Regions from separate parts of the Gossypium hirsutum genome. Here region 2 is linked to region 1. Evidence: chromatin contacts called from public Hi-C data. All regions are on one chromosome and are shown on one strand. Each heading gives the region's core, a stretch centred on a gene start, on an enhancer-like site or on the middle of the called end of the contact. The rest is flanking DNA. Distances are from core to core; before and after follow the strand shown. Region 1 holds the start of LOC107946033 (probable beta-D-xylosidase 2). Region 2 holds the start of LOC107946037 (probable protein disulfide-isomerase A6).

Region 1 (5,761 bases), core at 2,855-5,354:
AATACTAGCATTGTATGAGTACCGTCCTTGGATCCGGTATTCTTCACGTTTACTTGAAGACCTAATGATAGCTTGTTGCATCTTGCATGGTTAACTTTGATTGCCTTCCCTAAAACGGTTGCATTTCCTGAACGGCGGTGGCCGTCTAGAGGGACTGTGACAACATGTGGTGCATTAACAATGGTGTGTACGAAGTTGGTGTAACTCAATCCGTGGCCAAATGGGTACACTACGGGACCTTTGTAGAACCTATAAGTTCTTCCAGGATAATTCCTACGCCGACTCGAACGCATGGCCATGTCCGTCATTGCCAAATTTGAAACATAATCTTGTGGGTACCATGTCATAGGCAACTTTCCCCCTGGATTGGTTGTACCATACAATACATCGGCTATAGCGGCCCCTCCTGCTTGGCCTGGATAACCAGCCCACAAAATGGCACCAATACGAGGGTCATTTTTAGCGAAAGAAACATCGATAGGCCCACCTGACATTAAAACCAGAACCGTCGGACCCTTGGAAGCCTTGGCTACTTTTGAAACAAGTTCCTGTTGGCGCCCTGGCAAAAGCAACCCTGTTCTATCTCTGAATTCGGCTTCAATCGATTGATCGAGCCCCATTACTAGAACCGTCGCGTCTGCTTGACGAGCAGCATCAATCGCGGCACTAAATAACTTGTCATCTCGACAAGCAACATTGGCACATCCGAGTTGGTGAATCGTTTTCACATAGCTCCCTATTCCTTGCAAAGGAGAAGTGTATCCACAAGCAACACCTAATCATTAAACATTAATACATAAGTTCAATTGTCCATATCCCATTAACAACAAAAGGAAACAAAATCATTATCATAATGGTGTACCCGCATAGTTTCCAATCATGCTAACAGTAGCATCGGAATTAGGCCCGATAACGGCAACCGTTCGGTGACGTCGATGAGACAAAGGCAACGAAACACCGCTGTTTTTAAGCAAAACAATCCCCTGTCTCGCAGCTTCCAACGCTAGCTCTTGGTTCGAAGGAGTGCACACGTCTTTCGGTCCTAACTTCCCAAACGGTTGCACAGACGGCTCACCGTCGAACATACCGAGTCTCATTTGAACTCTAAGGGTGTTAACTAAAGCATTATTAATATCAACCTCATTCAACAACCCTTGCTTCACAGCATCTTCACTATGTTGTGCCAAAAATGGTCCACAATCCAAATCCAAACCAGCTTTAATGGCATCAGCAGCTGCTTGTTCCGGTGTTGTTGTGTAATGTTGGGTATTATAAAACACACCAACTGAATCACAGTCTGAAACAATGTACCTGTAAAAACCAGACCAACATGAAAAACAGGGATCATTAAACTGATCTGTCTTAAAATGGTTGACTTACCCATCGAGTTTCCATTGACCTCGTACCGTGTTTCGCAGGAGATTAGGATCGGCACAGGTAGGGACACCATTAACTTCATTGTAAGAGCACATTACACTGGCTACATTGCCATCTTGTACACACATTTTGAAGGGTACATCAAATGTGTCCTCTATGTCTTGTTTGCTTACCTGCATAAACGTGTGAGAACCCACGTGAGAATCGAACAAGCCTGTCTTATTTTATTATTATAAATCTTTCCCTTTGTTTCATTGTCTGAAGTTTTTTTCTGGAAGGAACCGGACAAAAGCAGAGCATTTGGATAAAAAGATTTAATATATTTAAATGATATCAGACAAAGATTTAATTTAGACAGTCGAGAATATGCCATCCTTTGTGGTCCATATTTCAGCTTTCTTTATTTAAATTCATGATCTTATTGCGTTATAAATGCTACGTTTTACTCCACCATTTATTTCGTTTTATTAATGAATTATAATATTGAAAATCATCATTATCTCCGTAGGTATTAGATACATTCATTTCCGTTTCATCCCGTTTCAATTTAAAATTTAACAATATTAGTAAAAATTAAATTATAATAAATAAAAAAAACAAAAATGAAACAAGGTGGTTGAGGAGAAAATTGATTATTCCAGCTGGTAAAATCCCAAGTTTGGCCCCATTCACCTACATCTTCAAAACTACGGCTACAATTTCCAAGGTGATCTTATCACTAAAAATTAATGGTCACTATTTACAATATCCATACCCCCAGTCCATAATTGCACTACACCCATCAATATCATATGAAAGTTAGAAAACTAATAAAGTACATATCCTAGTAAAAAAGCTTAACAGTAAAATTGCTTCACAGATCCTTATATTGTAAGAATCTTATCAAATTAAATGGATCACTTTAATCCTTGCCCTTATAGTTTTGCAAGAGGGACCTTTTATCAGATTTTACCAAAAAGTGAACTGACCTGAGCATTAAAGTGGAACCTATCAACACCATTCCAGTTATCGAGATCATAGGCAGTGAAGTGCTTACAACACGCCGCCACTTTCAACCTATCACCGTCATTTCCCTGTAATCCCTTCACGTAATAGGCTGCATATGTACCGGCCAGAACCGGATCTTCACCAGGCGTCTCCTGTCCACGGCCCCACCGTGGGTCCCTAAATATGTTGACATTCGGGCTCCAATACGTGAGTCCAGCTGATCCACCGTTGTACATAGCCCTTGCCTCATCCGACACCACCTGCCGCCGCCCATCCCATAAAACACATTAATTATTTATATTATTTTTGTGGTAAAATTACGCTTGCAAGTTGCCTGGAATGCTATCCAATAATAATGATTCCACTTGATGATTTTGTGAACCAATCATAACACTGTGAAATGAGCAAATTGCGAGACATGGATCTTACCTTCTTTGTCTTGGAGTTCAAGAAAAGCATAAAGCTAGCCAGGACGTTTATAATCTTTAATCTATTTGTATCAAGTGTGAAACACAAATATCTAATACATATTTAAAAATTTAGTATATGATCATATTTGTTCTTAAAATTATTTATAACTCTTAATTTATAAATAGAAAGATAATACACTTTAACATATTTAAATTTACATCTTCTTATATAGATAATAATACACACTAATTAAATTAGGACTTAATCATCAAATTTAGAAGATGATGATAGCTTTATGGATAACATTACTTCATCTAATAATGCTGAGGTATGACTATCTGTCGAAGTATAATGAAATATAAAAAGAAATGAAGCATACTGCAATTTTTTAAATCCACAGTTGACAAAGCTGACATATCTACCAGTCTAATAGTAGAGGCTATGTCATACAAAGTTAACTTCTCAATGGCTCATAAAACTATCATTCAATCCACTTGTCACCTTTTTTCCCTAAAATAATTCTACATATACCCAATGATATAAAAGTCCAATTAAATATAATTATCATTACCGGTCTAAAACTTAATTGAATTGAGTTGAATTGTAATGAATTTACTGAGTTTATTTTTTTGTAAAATTATATATGTATAAGACCTTATAAATACGTATATATGCATAAAATTTACCTAACATGTCATATCAATTAATAATATTTATATCATATAAATATATAGATATCACTACTTAGGAGAGAGTGAAAAGTAATCAACAATATTATTTTAATTTTTTTAATCTTTAAGATGACAAAAAAAAAAAGAACTTACTCGTCCAATAGCTTCCCATAACGTAGCATTGAAAGAAGCAGCAGTCGAGATTACTTGAGGGAAGCTAGTAGCACCAGGGAATGCCCCACCGAACTTAGTCCCAGGACCCACATCAGAGACCCCATGAAGAGCTTCCGACCACCATTCATACCCTTTGATCCCCAACCGTGGAATTGGTGCCGCACCGTTTATCAACAACCTTACTTTTTCTTGCAACGTCAACCTCCCTACAAGGTCATTCACTCTATCCGACATCGGCATCGAAACCTTGCAAAAAGGAAAACCAGCCGTCACCGCATCTTTCGGGTCACAAGCAAATGGATCAACGGCTTCACCAAAAGCACACAAGAGAAGAAGGGAGAGGATAACGAATTGAGGTGGTGAAGGCAATGTGAGGCTGCCAATACCCATTTTCGTTTTTCTGAAATTGAAAGTGGGTTATTGTTTATGGTACAAAGGCTAATGAAGGGGAATTGTATGGTATTTATAAAGGTGGAAACTTTGGGCTAAACAATGGCAATTGGTAATGTAATGTAATGGGACTCAACTTTTTGATCATTACATGCCATGCCCACATGTTGCCTTTAAGGAAAAAAAATATATTAATCACTTGAATATTTTAGTTTTTAATTCTGAATTTTATTTATGGGCGCAGTAATATGTCACATAACATTAGTTAAAATAATTTTTATTTTCATAAAAAAGGTGGGAAGGAGTGATGTTTTTGAAAGTGCAAAAGTCCCATGTTACCACTGACACATTTTATTTATTTATTAAGATTTCACCGTTTGTAATTCTTTAAACAAAAAGAGATTTACGTCCAATTTTTATTATTGTTATCATTTTAAAATGAAAATAAATAATAGAATTGATGTTTGAGTATTAGCTTAATTGACATGAGTATTATTGCTTATGCAGGAGAACATGGGTTTGAGTGCGCTAAAGCGCAATATCCTCCTATTTAAGGGTGAGCGTTTGATCAAATCAAGTAAAAAAATTTTGAGTTCACAAATCCTATTTTATCATCCTAACATAATTTGAAAATTTTTGAATCAAGTGAAATTGTTCGAGTTAAATTAAAAAAAATTAAACATGTCAAATAAAAACATTGTTACTGTCGAAACCATTTTTTTTGAAAACAATAAATTTTAGGTTGTCGACTTAAAAAAAAAGAAAATGAAAGTTGGGAGTCGCCACCAATCTTTTATTAAGGTGTGATTGGGTCACCTAAAAACGACTTTGGTCTACGAATTTTAGAAGAACGGGTCCGGGAGTCGATTACGTATGAGGAAGGATTAGCACCCTCATTACGCCCAAAAATTGGTACATAGTTAATTAATTAATGTCTTAAGGTCGAAAATTTTAAAAATATAATCTTTAAAAACTTAAAACGTTGCATATTAAGACCCTTTTCAATTTAGAGAAGCAAAAATGCCACACCCAATACGTTAGGGCACAACATTCTAATTTCCCCCAAAATGAATTAGATCAGAATACTTATACAATAAAACTTTAAAAGAACATCCACTCATCCAAGATTTAAGAAATCACACCCAATACGTTAGGGCATGATCCCTTTAGAATCCTAAACTTGGAATATTTCCTTTACTTTAAAAGAACATCCACTTATCCAAGATTTAAGAAATCACACCCAATATGTTAGGGCACAATTCCTTTAGAATCTCAAACTCGGAATATTTCCTTCATGATTTTTAAAAAAAATATTCATTTCGAGAAATCAATGCGTCACATCCAATACGTTAGGACACAACGTGTTGAATTCCCAATAATGAGTTTTTATTTTAATTAAAAGAATATCCATTTTGAAAAAGTTTGATTTTAAAAATCGAGTAAAAAATGTAATGTTATGCTATATTAAATATATAATGCAATAATAAATACTACGATGGCATAGAAATAATGCAAATATATGAACAAATAAGTAAAATAATGGCCTGCAAAATATCAAATAAATGGACAAGATAATAAAAAATATATGTAAACATAAATTAATAGACAAATAACTGAAATAAATAAAAAATATATACATACATCCATGAAAATATATAAGTTTAAAATAATTAAGATAATATCAAAATTAATAAAACATGTGTCTAAAATATACGAAAAATATTAGTTTTTTTAAGGTGTAAATACATGCA
Region 2 (5,893 bases), core at 117-2,616, 130 kb before region 1:
AGCAAAATCATATTGTGTTTTGACTATTTTGGGTATCAATCTACATTCAGAAAGTCAACCACACACAAGAAAGAAGTAATGGCAGACCACAATAGGAAAATTCTTCGGAAGGAAAAAGACATATGTACCTTCTTCAGTGTTAACAAATTCAGCAAGTGCCTCAGCCGTGCGTGGTCCTTCATACCTAGGTAAAACAATTTTGATTTACTAAGACCATGGTTTAAATAAAAATATGAGTAAAAGAAACTAAACATAAAACAAGACCTAACTGTCAAAAGATCTGTTCCAACATGTTAATTTATACTCACTTTTTAGGTTCCAAAGAGCCTTTAGGAAACCATTGAACAGTTGGGTAGCCTTGAACACCATATTTGCTGCATAAACTCTTATGTTCATCACAATCCACCTACACATAGCAATAGCAAGAAAAAAACTTCATTATAGTAAAAAAATTTCACAATTCGAAAAGCCTCGATAAACAATAATTCATAAATCAACAAGCAAAGCTATGTAATTATAAATCACAAACCTTTCCAATCAAGACGGATTTAGCCTTCTTAAAACTTGCCCCGAGCTTCTCGTACTCAGGAGCTAGCTTCTTACAGTGTCCACACCTGTAGTCCGAAATCAAAATAACATATATTCAGAATATAACTAGCTGGATCTTAAGTTTTTTCCATAATCTAAATCCATACTCAGAAGTATACCAAATTCAAAACAAAAAAAAGAGGAATATCTTTAGCAACAATTCAGTGACCTAGAGAGTATGATCCTAAGAAACAAACATCAGAACCAAAAAAATGAATAAGAGAAAACAACCGATGTTCAACTATGACTTGCTGAAGATAGATCTAACGATCGATTAATGAGGATCTACTCTAAAATATCAAAAATATACAACATAAACACTAATCTAAAAAAGAAATGAAAAACAATAGGCGATAGAAAAATTATTTACCAAGGAGCATAGAACTCGATGAGAGCTCCTCTATCTTGACCAACTTCCTTATCGAAGTTCGCTTCGGTCAGTACGACGACGTCATCGGCCAAAGCTGAAGCTAACAACAAGGCCAGAGTTCCAAAGGCTAAACAGATCTGAGACTTCATTTTTTTTTCTCTCTTCTTCTTCTTCTTCTTCCTCTGTTTGAATCTCCCTCTGGTTTCTTTATTATAGCAAGTGCTAGCCGGTTGGTTTTTTTTTTTTAATTTCTACTTTTTTATATAAAATAAGTCTTTTCTTTTTGGATAAATTTATCCAAGGACGATACTTTGAAAAACAGGGACTATGTGATGACGTGGCGAATTTTGAATTGTTGAACTGAAAATCATGAGTAGTATATTGGTGTATTGTTGTACGATGATGCGCGGATATGATACGCTCCATGGCTATTGGTAAAGCGTAGGCTCAGTGACGTGTTTATAATGACGTGGCATGCTGTGATAGGTTCGATTGTCGTGGAGGAGTTTTAGGCTTGGAGCCGCCGTAGCCCAATACCTTTGTTTACAAAGGACTGTCTTAAGTCTTAACCCAATTAGTTATGTAGGATTGGGCCAAAACCCATTTTATATACTTTTCAATGAAAACTAAAAATAATAATAAAACCATTCTCCAATAAAAATGGTGTGGTTTTTTTAATTGGTATATTTACACATTTAATCCTCAACACTTACACATTCTTCCCATCAGAAATTGAAAATAAAATCCCCCATTATCTAATAGGTTAAGTTTATATCCAATAAGGAATAAAAGATGTAGAGATAAATATTATGAACTCATGAGTTGAATATGATTTATTTGTCATGGATTGAAATGTAAAAAAGAAGAAATTTGAATAATTAAAGGTTTAAAAAGAGAAGATTTGCTAAAGAGTCTGTCGTTCCACTCACTCCAAATGATATGTATAAATGCAGTCAATGGAAGTTTGAGAATGCAAACTATGAGAAACATTCTTTCAAGTTTGAGAATGCAAACTCTTGAAACCAAGTCCCAATAGGTCTTGTAATACCACAGAGAACCAAAATCAATCCCCAAAGCCTTCGGGAAAATTCACATTAAAAAAAGATATGGTCTCTTGTTTCAGTAGCAAAGGAACATGGAAGGCAGTTGTTATCAATGTTTAAGACTGTTAAAGTAGCTGTTAATAAAAGAAAGTTAGTTATTAGTTAGTCTTCTGTTAAGCTAACAGTTAGGTTGTTAAAGAAGTTACAGTACTCATCTGTTACTATAAATGCATGTATCAGCTCATTATAATTTTTCAATGAAGCTTATTATACTCATTCAATGTTATAGTTCTTGAGTATAATTCAACATTGTATCAGATGTCCATCTCATCCTGGGATTGATGTTTTAAGTTTTTGTTTTGTTGCATGGATCTACCATTAAGTCCATCCGTTGTTCAATCTGCTACTCCCACGATGGCGTCTAATTTCACCAATGGTGTTATTGATAGTAGGTTCTTCTCTACCAAGAAGGTTAGTATTCTTCTTGATGACTCCAACTACCTTTTTTATGGCGGCAATAGGTTCTGTTGGCAGTCAAAGCTTATAAGCTTCAAAGCTTTCTTGACTTGTATATTGTACCACCTCCTTCGATGGTTCCAGATGATGATGATGTGCCTCAAGAAAATGTTGAGTTCACTAGGTTTGAACAACAAGATAGTGCTCTTGCTTCCTGACTTCTGTCCTCGGTAAGTCAAGATGTTCTTCATCATCTCATTGGCCTCGACACCAGTGCTCAGATTTGGAATGCTATTGTGGCGTTATATGTCAGAAAACTACTTCTCGACTGATATTCTATCGTTGTGCCTTGCACTCTCAACGTAAGGGTGATTTGGCTATGAAAGAGTTCTTGTTGAAGATAAAGTCTTACTGTGATAATCTTGCTAGTTGTGGGGAGGTCATCAATGAACATAAACATATCACTGCTATTCTCAATGGGCTGCCATTCGAATATGAGTCAATTGTCTCAATCATTCTCGCTGGTCAACTTTCATACTGCGTTTAGAATGTCACAACCATGCTAATTGATGTTAAGGCTAGACAGCAAGTCACGATGGCTGAGATTCCTAACTCTGCCAATTTAGTTTCTCAACAACCTGAAGAGTCAGTTACTAATAATTCTGCACCAGCTTATCATCTAACAAATTCTCGTGGTTGTGGGCGAGGTCGTTCTTCTGGAGCCTGTGTTCAATGCCAGTTATGCGGAAAAATGGGACACCTAGTTGATCAATGCTATCACAGGTTTAACGCATCTTACAAAAGCTCTAGCTATAGGCCTTCATCACAAGCAAATATGTGCATGTATGCACTTGGCCCATCTCTCTAGACACTACTTGTTGTGCCAGTCATGCCACCTATGTTTCCACCTTCTCCGCCCACCTGGTCCTACCAGTCAACACCTACATCTAACTGGGCACGTCCTTTTGTTGGTGACCCCTTGCAACAGGCTTCATCTTTCTCTTCTACTGTCTTACAAACGCATGCTTTAATGGCTACACCTGACATTGTAGGTGACTCCGCTTGGTATCCTAACTCTGGGGCGACACATCACCTTACTCACTCTGCTGCCTTCCTCAGTGATAATCTGTCTCACAATGGGCCAAGTAAGGTTTATGTTTGAAATGGTAATGCTCTCCCTGTTTTATGCTCTGGTCAGTCCTCTCTGTTCACTAGGACACGACCACTTTACATGAAATATCTATTGTATACACCTGGAATAACTAAAAACTTACTCTCTGTATCCAAATTCACAAGAGACAACTTGGTAATGTTTGAGTTTCTCCCTACATAGTGTCAGGTACGCGACTTAAGGACCAAGGAGGTACTTCTTGAAGGCTCAGTGCACCATAGCTTGTACAAGCTTCATTTGAACGATGCTTTCAGAAATACTCAGCCTACTCGCACAGCTCACTATTTTACAACTAGTGCATTTGTTCCTCTAAGTGTGTAGCACTCTAGACTAGGGCATCCTTGTAAAAATACATTGCTCAAGGCTTTACAACATTGTAATGTGTCATTCGATGCCAATAAAGAATTGTTTACTTGTATTGCATGTCATCTAGGCAAGGAACATAAACAACCATTTCCTTCTTCAGTGTCTTAATATTCTGCTCATTTGCAATTGGTGGTAGCTGATGTTTGGGGACCAACTCCAGTATCTTCGAATGGGTTCCGTTACTACGTGGCCTTTACTGACGCCTGCACTAGATATACATGGTTTTATTTCTTGCATAAGAAGTCTGAGGTTCTAACTGTGTTTCCTCATTTTTACAGACAAGTCAAGCGAGTTTTTGGTTTACAACTTCAAACTTTGCAAACAGATGGAGGGGGTGAGTTTCAAGTTCTCAAGCACTATCTTGCTCAACATGGAATTATGCAACGATTCACCTGTCCTTACACCTCGGCTCAAAATGGTCTCGTTGAACATAAGCACCATTAGATTGTTAAATCAGGTATTTCCATGCTTGCACAGGCCTCCATGCCTGTAACCTATTGGAATGATGCTTTTAGCAGTGCTATCTACCTCATCAACAGACTACCTTCTGCTCCTTTAGGCTATATCTCTCCATATGAAAATTTGTTTCAAACCAAACCCAACTATTCATTTCTTAAACCTTTGGTTGTCTTTGCTTCCCGAATTTCAGACCATATAATAGTCATAAACTTCAATTTTGACCCACTCTATGTACTTTCTTAGGATACTCCTCCGTTCATAAAGGGTATCGGTGTCAAGACAGTAATGGTCGAATATACATTTCTCGACATGTTACCTTTCATGAAAACATGTTTCCATTCAAGGATACCTGCACCCATCCTTCCACACCCAAGCCCCGCATGCAGACCAGTTCCAAGTTGCTTGTTCTATCCCCCAGTCCTCAACCACATAACCACCCATCACCTAGCACTATAACTAACCTTTCTCTATCATTACCCTTCACTCTACCTAATCTGCCTGCATCAACACACTCTGTTCAACCTATCTACCAGTCATTTCCTTGTCCCACTAGTAACTCTGTGTCTCTACCAACCATCCCTGCACGTATTCAACCTCCACTCCCTATCCCACAAAATTCACATGCTATGGTCATCCGCAGCAAAGCTGGAATCTTCAAACCAAAGGCCTATTTGAGCAGCACATGCTTACCGCCTAACACGCCTACTGATGTTCATACAGCCATGGCTCATACCTGCTGGAAAGATGCAGTTCATGTTGAGCTACATGCTGTTGTCAGCAACAACACATGGAGTATTTGTCCTCTCCCTCCACATCGCCAGACCATAGGCTGTAAATGGTTATTTAAAGTAAAAAAGAGAGCTGAAGGCACTGTGGAACGGTATAAAGCTTGGCTGGTAGCTAAGGGATTCTCTTAGCATGCAGCAACTGATTTTCAAGATACATTCAGTCTAGTGGTTCGCGTAGTCACCATCAGGGCAGCTTTTGTTGTTGCTATAATGAATGGGTGGCCACTGCGCCAGGTTGACGTGAATAACGCTTTCTTAAATGGAGAGCTAACTGAAGAAATTTTCATGGATCAGCCGCTTGGATTTGAGGTGTCAAGTCCCGACAACCAGAAGTTAGTGTTTAAGTTGAACAAAGCCTTGTATGGGTTGCGTCAGGCTCCCCGTGCATGGTTTCACACCCTCAAACACTTTCTGGTCAGTAAGCTCGGGTTTCATGTGTCAAAGACCGATCCATCACTGTTTATTCGCATCTCTGGTGATAGTCAATTGTTGCTTATGGCCTATGTAGATGACATCGTTCTCACTGGCAGCTCCAGTCAATATATCGATAGTGTGGTGCACCAGCTTTATAGTAGGTTTACTCTCAAATACTTGGGCCAGCTCAATTTTTTTCTCGGCATTAAAGTACAGTCTACTTCTCAAGGGTTGTTTC

Evidence for each region. Hi-C and Micro-C count contacts between places; a contact is called where the count stands out from the background.
Region 2: a contact with region 1 is called in a Hi-C map of leaf, with 1.8 times the contacts expected there. The contact joins the promoter of LOC107946037 here to the promoter of LOC107946033 in region 1. A contact is called at or near these places in 4 of 34 Hi-C or Micro-C datasets (leaf and petal).

Annotation. Positions count from the first base shown.
Region 1 is chrD12:43,842,940-43,848,700 of Gossypium_hirsutum_v2.1, reverse strand. LOC107946033 (probable beta-D-xylosidase 2) reads right to left here and starts at 4,104. Exons shown (of 5, transcript XM_016880213.2): 1 at 3,600-4,104; 2 at 2,346-2,624; 3 at 1,381-1,550; 4 at 863-1,311; 5 at 1-775. The coding sequence starts at 4,010.
Region 2 is chrD12:43,968,213-43,974,105 of Gossypium_hirsutum_v2.1, reverse strand. LOC107946037 (probable protein disulfide-isomerase A6) reads right to left here and starts at 1,366. Exons shown (of 11, transcript XM_016880217.2): 1 at 959-1,366; 2 at 530-614; 3 at 309-406; 4 at 129-184. The coding sequence starts at 1,107. LOC121224137 (a long non-coding RNA gene) reads left to right here and starts at 2,280. Exons shown (of 3, transcript XR_005921676.1): 1 at 2,280-3,428; 2 at 3,510-3,602; 3 at 3,791-4,051.